2 separate regions of the Ovis aries genome follow, and region 1 is linked to region 2. The links are chromatin contacts, called in public Hi-C maps. All regions are on one chromosome and are shown on one strand. The core of a region is the stretch at or near the end of the contact, and the rest is flanking DNA. Distances in the headings are between cores, read along the strand shown. Region 1 has its middle 260 kb from the start of DUSP10. Region 2 overlaps DUSP10 (dual specificity phosphatase 10).

Region 1 (4,948 bases), core at 1,556-4,055, 270 kb before region 2:
ATGAAAAACATTTAGAAACTAAATTCAGAGAAATTCTAATTAAAATATTGAATCATCAGGACTTCCCTGGTGGTCCAGTGGTTGCTCTGTGCTTCCACTGCTGGGGAAGCAGTTTGCTGTTGTGATGCCATCCAGGCATCTCATCCTCGGTCGTCCCCTTTTCCTCCTGCCCCCAGTGCCTCCCAGCATCAGGGTCTTTTCCAATGAGTCAACTCTTCTCATGAGGTGGCCAAAGTACTGGAGTCTCAGCTTCAGCATCATTCCTTCCAAATAACACCTAGGACTGATCTCCTTTAGAATGGACTGGTTGGATCTCCTTGCAGTCCAAGGGACTCTCAAGAGTCTTCTCCAACACCACAGTTTCAAAAGCATCAATTCTTTGGTGCTCAGCCTCCTTCACAGTCCAACTCTCACATCCATACATGACCCCTGGAAAAACCATAGCCTTGACTAGGTGGACCTTTGTTGGCAATGTAATGTCTCTGCTTTTGAATATGCTATCTAGGTTGGTCAAAACTTTCCTTCCAAGGAGCAAATGTCTTCTAATTTCATGGCTGCAATCACCATCTGCAGTGATTTTTGAGCCCCCCAAAATAAAGTCTGACACTGTTTCCACTGTTTCCTCATCTATTTCCCATGAAGTGATGGGACCAGATGCCATGATCTTCGATTTCTGAATGTTGAGCTTTAAGCCAACTTTTTCACTCTCCTCTTTCACTTTCATCAAGAGGCTTTTTAGTTCCTCTTCCCTTTCTGCCATAACGGTGGTGTCATCCGCATATCTGAGGTAACTGATATTTCTCCTGGCAATCTTGAGTCCAGCTTGTGCTTCTTCCGGCCCAGCGTTTCTCATGACGTACTCTGCATATAAGTTAAATAAGCAGGGTGACAATATACAACCTTGACGTACTCCTTTTCCTATTTGGAACCAGTCTGTTGTTCCATGTCCAGTTCTAACTGTTGCTTCCTGATCTGCATACAGATTTCTCAAGAGGCAGGTCAGGTGGTCTGGTATTCCCATCTCTTTCAGAATTTTCCACAGTTTATTGTGATCCACACAATCAAAGGCTTTGGCATAGTCAATAAAGCAGAAATATATGTTTTTCTGGAACTCTCTTGCTTTTTCCATGATCCAGCATTAGAAAAATTAAATACATAAAAATGCTTACAAGATTGTTACAAAGAAATGGTGAATTATAAAACCAAAACTATGATAAAAATATCTATCATCTACTTGTTTTTTTTAATCTCTTTCTCTATCACATCTCTTCATTCCCTTAGGAAAGTTAATAAAATTAAAGCAAAGTGTTAAGGGTGCTTATCTCTCATATTAGTGTGTAGCTCTCTTACCTTTTCTTCAGTATATATTTACTTCAATTTCGAAATGTGCACTGAATATGTTACATTAATAACAAAAGAAGATTCAAAATTTATTGCAAGATAAAATAACATGCAGAACTTTGTTACCTGTGAATTAAAAAAAAATTATTGGCATATAGCTGCTTTAGAATATTGTTATTTCCTGCTATACCGCAAAGTGAATAAGCTATATATATACATATATCCTCACTTTTTTGGATTTCCTTCCCATTTAGGTCATCACAGAGCACTGAGTAGATAGAGTTTCTGGTGCAATATGGTAGTTTGTTGTTAGTAATCTTTTTCATATGTGTGTGTGTGTGTGTGTGTGTGTGTGTGTGTGTGTGTGTTAGTTGCTCGATTGTGTCTGATTCTTTGTGACCCCATGGACTGTAGCTTGCCAGGCTCCTCTGTCCATGGAATTCTCCAGGCAAGGATACTGGAGTGTGTTGCCACAGGGAAGTCCAGTAGTGTATATATGTCAATCCCAATCTCCCAATTCATTCCACCCGCAGAGACTGTCATCATACAGAGTGAAGTAAATCAGAAAGGGAAAAATAAATATCAGATATTAATGGATATATGTGGAGTCTAGAAAAATGGTCCAGATGAACTATGTGTTCTCTGATCTTATGTAAGAATTTTCAGCCTTTTCTGAGTAGAGGAAACTTTATACAGTATCTTGACTCAGCCAGATCAAAATTACCTTTCAGCTCACTTGAACTGCCTTTATTGATTGATTGATCAGGGATAATTGATGATGAGGAGACTGTTGGAGCCCAGATCCCTAGAGGAGAAGGTAGGGAGAAAGCAGGACAGTAGTCACAGCCTTGAAACAGCTTCTTCCCTTTTTCATTCTAGAAGAGATGGCAGGGTTGCCCAATCAGGAAAACACAAGGGCTTTGTATTCTTATGGGGCTTGCCTTTCTATGGGGTTGTTTCAACTTGTAAATATCCAAGAGGTTTTTTCTTAGCACAGTGTCAGCCCCAAGATGAAGCAAAGGGGCAGCAGAATCCAGAGAGGAGGGCTGACCCTCAGTCTTGCAGGCTGAGCCATTCCAGAACTGAGATACTAAACTTATGTGGTTCCAAGGCTCTCAGTTTCTTAAACCTCTGGCCAGTGGTGACCTTTTCTAAGTGTAGCTTGCACCCTATTCCCAGGCCTGCTCTACACATGGGCCTTTGCAGTGTTAATGGCACCATCTACTAAAGTATAATGTATAAACAGGACATTGCTGGTGGAGGGGACTTGGCAATATTTGTACCCATTCTCGAATCCTAGTTCTTCCCAAGGCTGCCCAGTTAATCTCTCTGGGCCCATCCTGCTAACCAGCTAAGTATACCCCATGAATGCAGTCCAAACCAAATATTAGACTGTTAGTCACACTGAAATATGCCTCAGTCATGTATATGGACAGTGTTTGCAGTTTGGGGTTATCCACATGATCCCAAGCTCATTATCACAGACGACAAAGAACCAACTGTATTCATAACCATGTGAACATTACTCACACGGGCTAGATTTTATAAGCAAGAAAAAACAGAGAAAGACCAAAATAAAGATGAAAATACATGGGGGAGAGGAGTGGGAGTCTGAGACAAAGGAGAAATTGTTGGGATTGGAAGGGACTGAAAAGGGCAGCCTGCACTTCCAACCCCATCATTTCATGGTTTCCCGCTCTTCATAATAAAGAGACAAAGCAGAGGTTGCTGGGGCAGGGAGCTCTTGCCCCAGGAGGAGCTGGGACAGAGACGGGACAGAGATGGGACCAGAACTCGCTTGGGTCCTTCAACTCTCTGTGGGCTGTGCAAGCTCCCCATTGCCCTTCTAAATAGTGGGAGGAAAAGACGTTGGGTGAGAGTTGAACGAGAGAAGTAAATTGTTTTTCTTTTAAAAAGTAATTTTTATTGAAGTACAGTGGATTTACAGGGATGTGTTCGTTTCTGCTGTACAACAAAGTGAATCAGTTATATATATACATACATCCCCTCTTTTTTAGATTCTTTTCCCACATAGGCCATTACAGACTACTGAGTAGAGGTCCTTGTACTCTACTTGTAGAGTAGGTTGTTATGAGTTATCTATGTTATATATAGTAATATGTTTATGTCAATCCCCGTCTCCCAGTGCGTCTCCTCTTCCTCCCTTGATAACTATAAGCTTGTTTTCCATATCTGTGACTCCATTTATGTTTTGTAAATAAGTTCATTTGTATCATTTTTTCAGATTCCACGCATAAGTTTTATTGTATATTTGTCTTTCTCTGTCTGACTTACTTCACTCAGTATGATAATCTCTAGGTCCATCCACATTGCTGCAGTGCTGTGATTTCTTTTTTTATGACTGAATAATATTCTACTGCATATATGTACCACATTCCTGTATCAATGGATATTTAGGTTGCTATCATGTCCTGGCTATTGTATACAGTGTTTCAATGAACACTGGGGTGCATGCATGTTTTAAATTATGGTTTTCTCCAGATATACACTCAGGAGTGGGTTTGCTGGATCATATGGTAGCTCTAGTTTTAGTTCTTAAAGGAACATCCATCCTGGTCTCCATAGTTGCTATATCAATTTACATTTCTACCAACAGTGTAGGAGGATTCCTTTTAATTCTTTGATGAAGGTGTGGATGAAGAATGTCACCTGCTGTATCAGTAAACAAAGGATGTTGCCACTACCAAACCATCAGTCACTGCAGCTGCCCCCAGAAGAGCATGCTGATGAAATTCAGGATGGGAACTCTCAGGATGCTGGCCCTAGATAGCTAAGGTGCACATCAAAAGAATGATTTCAATGACCCCAAACTCTTATATCATCTCTTCCATAGAAACCCGCTAAATTCATTAATTTGAGAGATCTGTGTTTCTTTAATTAATTATAATATTTTGATGTTTGAGTTTTTGTTGCAAAAACTCCTATATATACTGGCTCTTTCCTCATCTCTTTGGAGGAGTCCCTCAGAGGTGCCTGAGAGACTTCCTCCTGAGCTTAAGTCCCTAGAAAGTCTGCTGAATAAAACAATTCTCAACTTCTAGGTTGTGCTTTTTTCCCCCCTCTTCCGTTGACAGAGGTAAAGATGAAGCCAGCGACTTGATTTTCAAAATGAACAGGATATGTCATCATTTCTATTTACTCATCACTTTTGGAGACAGTGCAGCTGCTTATGAGTGGATCTACAGGTACCCTACTTTTTTCACATCTTGCCTCTGTCTGGGTTCCTTGGAGCCTCAGGATGGCCCCATTCTGATCTGTGCTGTGATGGTTCAGTGACATCACTTATCTGCTACCATCCCCTCGGTCAGCCCTCCAGATTTCCTCTGGCTCCACTGGGTGGCCTGGACTGAAACCCTGTCTTCTCCGAGGACAGCTGTGGCCCAAGCTCTCTTGTGCTGCTTGTCTCACACCATACAGTCTAAAGAGGATCTTATTCTAAGCAACCTGGCTCTCTTTTGTCTATCACGTGAATGCAGTTTTTGTCTGAGAATGCCACTGTTTTTCCTGACAATACTGGAAAGAGCTCTTCCTTCTCTTCAGAGGGTGTAGATTTGGAAGAATCCTGAGAAATTTAAATCAAGTTTCC
Region 2 (5,147 bases), core at 1,111-3,610:
TGAGACGCAGAGGCAGTCGATCTGGAAGTTGCCTGGTGGTAGAGGTTGTATTATTTGTAGTTTGAGCTCTTTCTTCAAATATCTCGGGATTTTGTTGAAGATATGTAGTTTGGGAGCAGAAGGGTCTGTAATGTACTTTATTATTGTCATTGTGATTTTGGTCTCTTTGGGGGGGGGGGAATGGCCTAAAATTGGGACCATGATGGTACAGAAGGGAAAGAGATCAATATTAGAATGCCCCTCTAGCTGCCCTTTCACCTGGGTAAACCAAAAGTTAATACCCTAACACCACTGAGGTGAAAATGGGGTGGATACCTCTGAGAAGACATGGCCAGCAAACTTCGCCTAGGTTCTTGAGTGGGTCTATCAGACCATTCTGATCTGGCTTTTCTGCTGAGGTTTATTTTAGTAGTCTCCACCCTTGGTGATGTAAGATTTTATTTTAGCAAGAGTAGTAGCGGTACCATTTTGGAAGGAATGGTTTTCGCAGGAAGATGTGGTGGGGGTAGGCGTGGGGGTTGGTTAGCATCTGGGGTAGATGCTTCTAAGGCTTCGGGAGTTTATTTTCAGAGATTTCAGTACAATCCCGGGTTAATTTATGGCTGACCCATCTGACGCTCTGGTTTCTGTTTGTAAACACTGGTTGCTGCCGTCCCTGTCCAAGTTTTACGTCCCCCTGTTTCACTGCCATGCTCTCCATGTTTGGTGCTGCCTGTCAAGTAGAGCGGCTGCTCAGACACTGTTTTAGTAATGCTGTGTCAGGTTGGGAAGAAACGGATCAGAGGCGCAGAAGCCCCTGGGATGAAGGGACTGTTCTAATTTACATTCCCCTCCCCATTGGGACCTTTGTCTGAATTTGTGTTTTATTCTCATCCTCCAAAGAAGAAATGGCATCAGATCTGTGCTTCTACTCCACCTGGTAAACCATGGTCAAATGGATACATGTGTAGAGACTTGCAAAGGCTTTGAAAGAATTATAATCTGTTTTACACAAAGTTGATTTTTAATGTGATTTTGCACCCAGCTGAATAAGGAGGCTAGACGATTCTGGGTTTTCCATAATGAGAGCTACCACCTTTCCTATGATGTTTGTAAGGTTCCCTTTCTTTTCGGCAAGGCTGGGTTCAGGGAAGTCATTTGTCATTTACCTATGTAGGAATGGATAGTCTATTATCACCTCCTCTTTAAAGACAATCTGTGTCTTTAAAACTTTTATTATAAAAGCTTTCAAATACAGAGAAACCTAGAAAAGAGTATCATGATCACCATATACCTAGTACCCAGATTAAACAATTGTTAATGTTTTCCCTCTCTGCTTTTCTCTTCCTTTATTGGTTGTTGAAATATATTAGAATATAGATAATGTTTGACTATATTTCAGTATGTTTCATGTTTAAACTTAATGCTTTCAAATTAAGAAAAGATGGGGATATTTTACAGTACTGTACAAACAACATTTTCACTCCTAAATATTGGTGTCATGTCCCTGTTGTTGACTTTTTCAAGCTTGGAATTCCATTTTGACTAACTGGCTACTGTTGAATCTATAGGGCAGCGCCCCCTACCCCATCAACACCCACGCACTCCCCCAGACTGGAAGGGATCTATAGCATTCTCTTCCACAGGAGTCTATCGGGTCCCATACCTGTACTTGCTCTGTGCTGTCACGAAACAAAGAGTTACTGACAGGTCTGCCTCTGAGTCAGTGGTATTTACTGGGGACAGGGCTGGCAGGGGATGAGTGAGTACCACTTCAGGAAGCTGATTCAGTAGCAAAAATCTGATCACAGAGAGAGGTAACTTTTTATGCTAGAGAACTTTCCATCAAAACTCCTGAAGTGAGCAACAAAGATGGTACATCCTCCCATAGTCACAAAGGGCTCTGAAGTCAATACTTGTAGGCAGTACTGAGTCTGATGACAAAGTGAAGGGCTGTGCTTAGACATCAGAGACTCTGAGGAAATGTGTTTTCTCTTCTGCATTGTTTTGTGGGAGAAACAAAAGTCTTCCTCTTGTCTGTCAGGGATGTTAGGATTTTTTTTTTAAGATATGTGAAACAAAGGCATAATCTATTTTCACAGGTTTAGCGTTGTGATTCCGAGCTTCTGTTTAACATCCAGACATACTGAATCTTAGCCGTGTAGCAAATGGAGGAGAGATTCAGGCAGGAGCAGGGGGCCAGCCTGTCCGAGCGTCTTGGCTCATGCCTTGCTAGCTATGTGCCCTTGGCCAAAGGCTAATTCCCTTACTTCCTTATTTTCCTTATTTTCAAAAAGGATGTAACAGCAGCAGTCTCCTGGTGGTAGTTTAGGTAGTAAATGAATTAATGTGTACAAAGTGTCTAGCACAGTTCCTCATACAGAGTGAACTCTCCCTCCGTGTAGCCCAGTAGTATTACTGTTGGTTGAACAGAAATGATGGTGTCAGTAAAACTGCAGTTTTGGCCTCTATTCCAAAGGAGTGCAAATAACAAGTTAGGTACAGCCGTGTGTGTGTGTGTGTGTGTGTGTGTGTGTGTGTGTGTTGCTATGGCCTAAAAATAACTTGATGACTGTTACCTAATTTAAGTAGCATACAGTTGGAGTGCCAAGTAATTACAAAGACATGTTGGGTCAGAAGGCCAGAGTAATTTCGGCATATCCTAGAATTATTTATTCAGTGGGGAATTTGTAAAAATGTGATGATAAATCTGTCCAACGAATGTCCCTTAACTAAATAATGAAAGTATAAAACTATTAAGCTTTGCTTTTTCTGGCCTCTCATCATGCTGATTTATTTTTGGAATAAGGATTGTAGTCTGACTATAAAAGGGGAGGTGGAAGGAGTGGGGAGTATGCTTCATTTTGAAAAGTTCTCGAAGCTTTGCGTTTTGATGAGATGAAAGGCCAGGGAAAAGGAGGGAATTCATGGAAAGGCCTGCTCATTTCTTTCAGTGAGTCTTTAACCTTCCCGCGAGCTGGTTCCGAGTTGCCTGTATCTTCCTTAAGCTTTTGGATATACCGTGCTGCTTCCTAGTTAGAATGTAAGTGAAAAGTTATTCACTGTGTGTTCAGCAGAGCTTAGCTCACTTTCACCTGAGCTCCAATCGGGACTTTGCCACTGACCAACTGGAGGTGTCCTTAGGCAACTCAGGTTACCACTCCAAGCCTGTTTCTCTTCACTGTAAAACAGGGATAATTCCAATATCAAGGATGAAAGACGATGTAAATAGAGTGTCTGGCACATAGATAGCTGTCAGTAAATTAGGCACCTGGGCTCTGCCCCACTACCCCCACGCCCTTTCAGAATCTCATCCATGAGACTGGGTGAGGGGGCAGCGGGATGGGAAGAAGGGATGTGCCCTTTCTAAGCACAGCCCTAGCTGCTGCTGCTGCTAAGTCGCTTCAGTTGTGTCCGACTCTGTGCGACCCCATAGACGGCAGCCCACCAGGCTCCCCCGTCCCTGGGATTCTCCAGGCAAGAACACTGGAGTGGGTTGCCATTTCCTTCTCCAATGCATGAAAGTGAAAAGTGAAAGTGAAGTCTCTCAGTCGTGTCCGACTCCCAGCGACCCCATGGACTGCAGCCCACCAGGCTCCTCTGTCCATGGGATTTTTCAGGCAAGAGTGCTGGAGTGGGGTGCCATTGCCTTCTCCAAGCACAGCCCTAGAGAGCATGTTAAGTAGGAACCACTGTTCTCACCCATTCAGATCAGTTAAATCAATCATCTGGCTTGCCAAGGACAAGTTCAGGAAACTCCTTTTAGATGAGAAAAAGCAGGGCAGAGGAAGGGAGATTCGGCAAAATTATAGGAACTGAAACATTCTCCAGACATAGCCTTGTGGTGTTCCTGCTCTCAGGAGCTGGCATTAACCTCTGACCAGGAGCTGGCCCTGCTTCCTTTATTCTAGTGTTAGCACCGACCAGACTATGCCTGGCCCAGCATCTCTGGGGAGCGCTAGTTTGGGCATAGTAATGTGTTGGTTTGCAGTTCCGAAGCAATTTGGTTCAAGCAGCTACAGGACACAAGAGGGGCAGCAGTTCTCATCCCAGGAGAAGCCGAGGAGAAGTCATCTCACCTCTTCTGAACTCAAGAATCCCAGGTTATAGAAGAGGAAGGAGGCTTAGAGGTCACTAGTCCAGGAACCTGCACTGCAGGCTGCACCTTGAAATCATCTGAGGCAACTTAAAGCCTGGGATGCTCTGTTCCCACCCTCAGTGATTCTGATTAAATTGGTCTGGGGTCCAGCTGAAGTATCAAGACTTTTAAAAGCTCCCAGGTGATTCAAACACGCAGTGAACTGGGACACCATCGATCTCATCGTCTTATTATGCAGTTGCAGAATTGGGGCCTAGAGAGGTTTATTGCTCGTCCAAGGTCACATGCATGATTAATTTCAGAGCCTTAGTGCAAAAATAGGTCTTTCCAGGTCGATAGGTTGATTGTGTGTGTGTGTGTCTGTATAAAATAATACATACATAATTTTAAAGATATATCTGTTTTAAAATCTTTATTGAATCTGTTACAATATTGCTTCTAATTTTTTTAACCCATCCATCTTGTTTATTAAGTTTACTATGTATTTTTTTTCCCCAAAACTTTAATTTTTTATTTTGTATTGGGGTCTAGCCAACTTAGCCAATTAACAATGTTGTAGTAGTTTCAGGCGAACAGTGAAGGGACTCAGCCATACATATACATGTATCATTCTCCTCCAAACTCCCCTCCCATCCAGGCTGGCACATAACATTGAGCAGAGTTCCACGTGCTGTACAATAGGTCCATGTTGATTATTCATTTTAAATACAGCAATGTGTACATGACCTTCCTAAAGTCCTTAATTATCCCTTCCCCTTGGCAACCATAAGTTCATTTTCTATGTTTTGTTTTTTTGGCCTCAAGGCCTGTGGGGTCTTAGCTCCTCCACCAGAAGTCAAACCCAGGTACCCTGCATTGGAAGGCAAAGTCTTAACCACTGCACTGCCAGGGAAGTCCCTAAAATAATATGTTTAATCAAGAATGAGATGGTTGGATGGCATCACTGACTCAGTGGACATGAGTTTGAGCAAACTCAGGAAGATAGTGAAGGACGGGGAAGCCTGGTGCGCTGCAGTCCATGGGGTCACAGATTTGGACATAACTTAGCAAATGAACAGCGACACAATCA

What was found. Hi-C and Micro-C count contacts between places; a contact is called where the count stands out from the background.
Region 1: a contact with region 2 is called in a Hi-C map of hypothalamus, with 3 times the contacts expected there. The contact joins two enhancer-like sites. A contact is called at or near these places in 4 of 16 Hi-C or Micro-C datasets (hypothalamus, skin fibroblasts and tail adipose tissue).

Annotation. Positions count from the first base shown.
Region 1 is chr12:24,737,563-24,742,510 of ARS-UI_Ramb_v3.0, reverse strand. No RefSeq gene overlaps it. Among named protein-coding and RNA genes, the nearest start is that of DUSP10, 260 kb to the right of the region's middle. Within about 2 kb of position 2,805, at least 9 of the 54 cell types and tissues checked have an H3K27ac peak or open chromatin away from gene starts, as enhancers often do. A contact at or near this core is called in hypothalamus, where this site is marked.
Region 2 is chr12:24,468,089-24,473,235 of ARS-UI_Ramb_v3.0, reverse strand. The region is part of intron 2 of DUSP10 (dual specificity phosphatase 10); the gene reads left to right. Among named protein-coding and RNA genes, the nearest start is that of DUSP10, 7.7 kb to the left of the region's middle. Within about 2 kb of position 2,360, at least 15 of the 54 cell types and tissues checked have an H3K27ac peak or open chromatin away from gene starts, as enhancers often do. A contact at or near this core is called in hypothalamus, where this site is marked.